2 separate regions of the Zea mays genome follow, and region 2 is linked to region 1. The links are chromatin contacts, called in public HiChIP or PLAC-seq maps. All regions are on one chromosome and are shown on one strand. The core of a region is the stretch at or near the end of the contact, and the rest is flanking DNA. Distances in the headings are between cores, read along the strand shown. Region 1 holds the start of LOC103654588 (probable receptor protein kinase). Region 2 holds the start of LOC100193624 (Terpenoid synthases superfamily protein).

Evidence for each region. HiChIP or PLAC-seq counts read pairs in DNA pulled down with a chosen protein or histone mark.
Region 2: a contact with region 1 is called in an H3K4me3 HiChIP or PLAC-seq map of leaf, with 5 times the contacts expected there. The contact joins the promoter of LOC100193624 here to the promoter of LOC103654588 in region 1. A contact is called at or near these places in 2 of 25 Hi-C or Micro-C datasets (ear and tassel) and 1 of 3 datasets of contacts at active chromatin or transcription factors (leaf).

Annotation. Positions count from the first base shown.
Region 1 is chr4:215,629,585-215,632,284 of Zm-B73-REFERENCE-NAM-5.0, reverse strand. It overlaps LOC103654588 (probable receptor protein kinase), which reads left to right and starts at 1,300. Exons shown (of 11, transcript NM_001327820.1): 1 at 1,300-1,663; 2 at 1,962-2,053; 3 at 2,559-2,680. The coding sequence starts at 1,423.
Region 2 is chr4:215,892,183-215,894,987 of Zm-B73-REFERENCE-NAM-5.0, reverse strand. It overlaps LOC100193624 (Terpenoid synthases superfamily protein), which reads right to left and starts at 1,547. Exons shown (of 6, transcript NM_001138724.1): 1 at 1,390-1,547.

The DNA.
Region 1 (2,700 bases), core at 51-2,550:
TCTCCTATAGTTATATAAATTTTAGCTCTTTAAATCATAGATTTAGGAAGTTGTTAAATATTTTTGGGAGTTAAAATTTGTGAATTCTCCAATAGTTTTATGAATATAGGTTTTAGTTTAGTAATCTATCCACATAAAAAAATAAGTGGGCCTATTTCCTACATGTATTTTGATTGCATCTTGTTGCTAGTAGTATTCGTCGACAGAATGGTGGTGGCAGAAGACCAGGCATACGGATCACGCTGAATCCATTCACGTGAGACGATCGATTTGATTTGCTCCTGAAGGTGTAAATCATGCCGACATATGATTGGTTGTTGCTATTCTTTGTTGTCTTGGGAGTTGGTAAAATGTTACCAAATGTAGGGAGGAAATGAGTTTAGATAAAAAGTAGCTAAACTTAGGGGGTTGTTTGATTCAGATTAAAGCCGGTTGTTTAAACTGTTGTAGCTACAATGTATAAAGATAAAAGCACTGTAGAAGCAGTAAAAGACGGTACAGATTAAAACAAAACAAATAAACTATAAAAAATTTATTTAGAAAGCTGTTGGAGAGAAATTTTTAATTAACTACATAAATTATTGATTTATAAAGTATTTTAGAGAACTAGGTTGCTGTTAACTGTGCCAAAATTACTGGAAGATTGTTTCAGTGCCTCCGCTCGGCTGTAGTAGTGTCTGGCTGGCGCGGCAGTTTGTTTTTCTACAATTCTATATATTAACCGTGAGCGCAAAGACGTGCAGCCAGAGTATCCACGTCATCTTCGTTTTTCTAGGCCGCGCGATCCTCATCCAAGGGTCACTAACACATCCGAGCGACGCGAGCAGTTTAAGGGTACGGCTGCCTTCGGCTTCACGGGATCGTTCTAGAGAATGGTAGTTGTTGTCCCATGCCTTGCTTAGACCTGTCTACTCTTTCATGCCTCCCTCTCCTCGGGCAACTAGTGAAAATCACTGGCCGTAGCGGTAGCCGGTAGAGCGTAGCCTCCTTAAAATAGTATTTGTTTTCCCTCATAAATTTTATGTATATATTTAATTAGATAGTGATTAATCAGTTGCGGTATGCGTTAGCTACGGAGAAAAAAATACCGAGTTGCAGAGGTGTTGGATCGAAGCAAGGTAGCGGCAGGCGCAACCGGGCTGGAGACGAGCAGAAAAGAAAAGAAAAAAAGCCGCGAGCAGACAGCAGACAGGAAACGGGACCGGACGGGACGTTTTTCACCGCAGGGGAGGAGGCAGGAGGGCCCAACGTCAAAGAAACAGGAGGCCGCATAAAACGCAGCCTCCCGCGGATCCCCCTACTTTTCTTTCTTCTTTCTCATCTCAGTTGCAGTTCCCCTCTCTCTCCTCTGCCGTAGCGAGGCAGGCAAGCCACCAAGTCCGAGCCTCGGAGGCATCGACCAACGCCGGCGGCAGCGGCGCCATGAGGCTGCTCGTCCCCGACGGCGCGCGCCGCCAGCGGTTGCTCCAGTGCGAGGCGCCCCCGTCGCCCTCGCCGCCTTCCCCGTCCCCGTACCCGTCGTCGTCCCCGTCCAGGACGGTCGTGGTGGGGATCAGGCGCGACGCCGCCAGCCGCGAGCTGCTCACCTGGGCGCTCGTCAAGGTCGCCAATGCTGGGGACCGCGTCGTCGCACTCCACGTCGCCACCGCGGCCGCCGCCGACGGTACCGCCCACCGTCCCCTCTTCCTCCTGACTCTTGACTAGTTGATAAGCCCCCACCCGTTTTGCTTGGAAGGCGCTGATCCATCCCTGGAGCGTTTCTGCTGCTGGGATGGGATTTCCTTGCTTGCGTGGACGGGTTATTAAGCTCCGTTCCGTTCATTCGTTTACTACATCGATTCGCTCACCATGCAAACTTGCAAACCCCGTTTGGTTCCCCATTTGACGAATCTGATGAGATGAAATTAATCCCTCACTCTCTTTACCTTTTTTCACCTCTCTCTTTCGCTCGCCGTTTACAGGTTTGCTCGTGAGACTGGATGAGCGCAGCAGGGCCGCGGACTCGCTCGCCTCCGTGCTCGCCGTCTACGACGGTTTCTGCAACCTCAAGCAGGTCCGTCCGTTCGCTCCCCGCTCCCAAATCAAATCTTACTGCGAAAAAAAAAATCTGCCACTGTACACTTCCCTCTGTTTTTTTCGCTAGCCGTTCCTCTAGGTTTCGTTCGATGCTGCTGGCCGTTCAAAGCTCTGGTCTTTTCTCCTGGATTTCGCTTTCAAAGATGCTCCCCGTGCATGAAAATTTGGTCCAGTCCAGCAGCCCGTCAAATACTTAGTTTGTTTCGAAGTCTTCACCTCCGCCGTATCACTCGTGCTGTCGCTACTTTATTTACTGGATGGTCATGTTTTTCTCTCTTCTTTTTTCTCCAACGCCTTCAAGTTTCGGGCACCTTGTTTTTTTTGACAACCACCGATCTACACATCTTTCCTACTAAAATTGAACTGCAGAGTTATTTATTTAATTTAGTTTAATTTTGGCAAGACAGTTTCCCTGCCAACTTTGCCTTTTTAAAGGCTGCATCAGAATTCTCATCAATTTGTTCTTCCATTTGTATTCACAGATTAATTTGGAGCTCAAGGTCTGTGGAGGGTCATCTATCCGGAAAACTCTGGTTAAAGAAGCAGCTGCTTGTGGCGCAGCACATCTCATCCTTGGTGTCACGAACAATTCCCGGTCCTTCGGGTACATAATCTCATACATTG
Region 2 (2,805 bases), core at 298-2,797, 260 kb before region 1:
GGAGGGCTGATCTTATAGCTGCTCTTGGAGAGACTACTGGGAAACCAGCGTTTGAGCGTGTGCTGGAACGAATGAAGAACAGTGCAGAAGGCAGGGTAAACACATATTGCCCCCCCCCCCCCCCCCCCCCTCTTTGTGTTCTAGCTACCCTAGTTTAAGGCTGGGAATTCCTTGATTGTTTTCGGCAATAGCAGGTTTTGTAAATAAGGTGCAGAATTACCACATCAAGCTATAATAGGTTTTTTAAATCAAGTGCAGAATTACCACATTAGTGAAACACAGTTGTTTACTTGTTTTTCTCATTTCAGAACGAAATTACACAATGATCGCCAACAGGACGATACTCTGTACTAGAATGGTCATGAATACCATTTCCCTTATTTTCCATGGATTTTTTAGCAAGCTGATGTAATCAAGGACATATCTGATTAAGTTACTATTTTATGATTAATCGTGCTGTAGTCAGTTGCTGCTGCATTAGATTTCCTTAGTATCATCGGATTAGCAAATTTATGTGCAACTAAGATATGCCAAAACAAAAACTCATGCCAACTTGCAGTTATATTACCATTTTCATGTGCAGCAAAGATATTGTTGTTGCCTGAATTTCTTCCACTGGCCCCATGTCACTGATAGAGTTATTCCTCTAGGAAGTACAGTTCTTTCTCCCGGTGGGCACTTGTAGGCCGCCCAGCGCTAGGCCGACGCCCACCGCCTCCATTGCTCGCTGTGGTGCTCTGCTGCTGCGCGCGGGGGGAGCGGGGAGGGACGCGGCGATGCCGCCCAGCGCCAGGTCGACGCCCACCGCCTCCATTGCTCGCTGTGGTGCTCTGCTGCTGCGCGCGAGGGGAGGGGCGAGGGACGCGGCGACCAGTTGGGCTACGGCTCAATCTCTGAGTGATCCGGAGGTGAGGTGTAAAGAAGAGGAGAGAGATAGGGCCGAGCAGGCGGTGCTAGCTGGTGGCGGAAATGCAGTGACGGGTGTGATCGAGCAGGACGCACCAGGAGATGAGCAGCAGATACATCTAGGCGCCGAGTGACGACTTCACGGACCGGCCGCCGCGGTTCTCCGGCGCCGAAGAGGCCACTGGCGCGGTGGGTCGCGTTGGCAAGCATCCGGGGGTTGTCTTCCTTCTCCTCCTCGCGGGAGCAGGAGCCGCGCGAGGCCACGACGCCCGGCGGCCCCGAGTCCGTGGCGCACAAGGTGAGGGAAGAGGACAGCGAGTACTACCGGATGCACAAACCGTATGCAACACATTGTTGTGGCCTAACGATTGGGAAAGCCGGCACCGCCGACGCCGCCATGTCTACCCTAAACCCTAGCAATGGGAAACCGGAGTGGGATGGAGCAGATGGGGTGGAGGAGGGCGGGGGAGGGAGCACGATTACCTGGAACTCTGGAGCGCCGCCGATGGCCGAGAATGCAGACGAGCGGGGAAGATGAGGTTTTTTGGGAGAGGAGAGTGCGAGATTGGAGATGGGGAGGAGGAGAGAGCGTGAGATTTGGAGACGCTGGTACGAGGAGAGACCTAGAACCATCTACAAACGACGGACACAGGGAGGAACGCTGCCACCACTCGATGGAACGGCAAAGGAATTTTTTGGCGACGTGGACGCACGGGGGAGCCAGATTCCTTCCTGCTTTAAAGTATAGGAAATCTCTGAAGCAAATATATATCAACAAAAAATAAGGGCTTCAGCTTCTTTTGTTTCAAGCAATAAGTGGCTTCAGTTCTTGCTAACCTTATTGCAATAAAAATGGGCACATATGGACTTTCTTCAGTATGTAAAGCCTAACGCGTTTGCTAGTTCCGCGTTCATAGACTTAAATTCTTAATTCTACTAGTAACTTGTCCGCGCTTCGCACGAGCGTTCTGACAATTGTTTAAACAATCAATTTGATATGTAAATAGTAGGCAAAATGACATTGTATATTTACATAAGCAATATGTTGGGGACTTGTTCTCAAGTGCTAAGAGTTAAGAACAAGGCAACATAGAAAATGTTAATCGTTAACGTCCTTCGTCCTCCGAAGCATTATTTCCCCTAGGATATAATAACTTGTGGACGAAGGTTATGAAGGACATACCTTCATAAATTCATCAAACAATGACAAAGGATAAAATATAAAGAATGTAAGAGAAAACATGAACAATCATTTATTATTACTGAACATAAACAAAAATATCATTGAGCTATAAGTGTACCTTCAATCGGAAGGAAATGACAGTACAAGCGTGACGCAAAAAGCAAATGCCAAGTCAGCGTGAACAGTACGGGGATACTGTTCACCTATTTATAGACACGGGACACAGCCCTTATAAAATTACATTCATGCCCTTTACATTTGATAATAACTCTATAGTAGTCTATCGAGGTCTGAATAGCCTTTTCATCTTTAAGTCGGTTCCACTCTTTGCTGTTACGCCGAAGCTTTCCTGCTCAACACCTTCGGCTCTGTAGCAAGCTTCGTATTATTCCGGTCTACTGCAATGCCGACTTTAGTCCGAGGGTACCTGTTCACACATTGTACTACAGAAATACTGTTAAATCCTGTTTTTGAGGACCTTCGGACGCCGAAGGTCCCCAACAGTAGCCCCTCGCAATATTAATTTGTTTGAAATAATAAATTTAGATTGCGATATGGACGAAGGCTTTACGCCGAAGGTCCGAAAAAACACCTTCCCTTTGCTAGAATAGCAACATTCAATGACAAGTGGGGTCTTTTAATTTTCAACGCACCGAGCGTATATATACGGCCATACCGCAAACTCATTTTGCACGCTTTCTGGCCAACCACTCCCG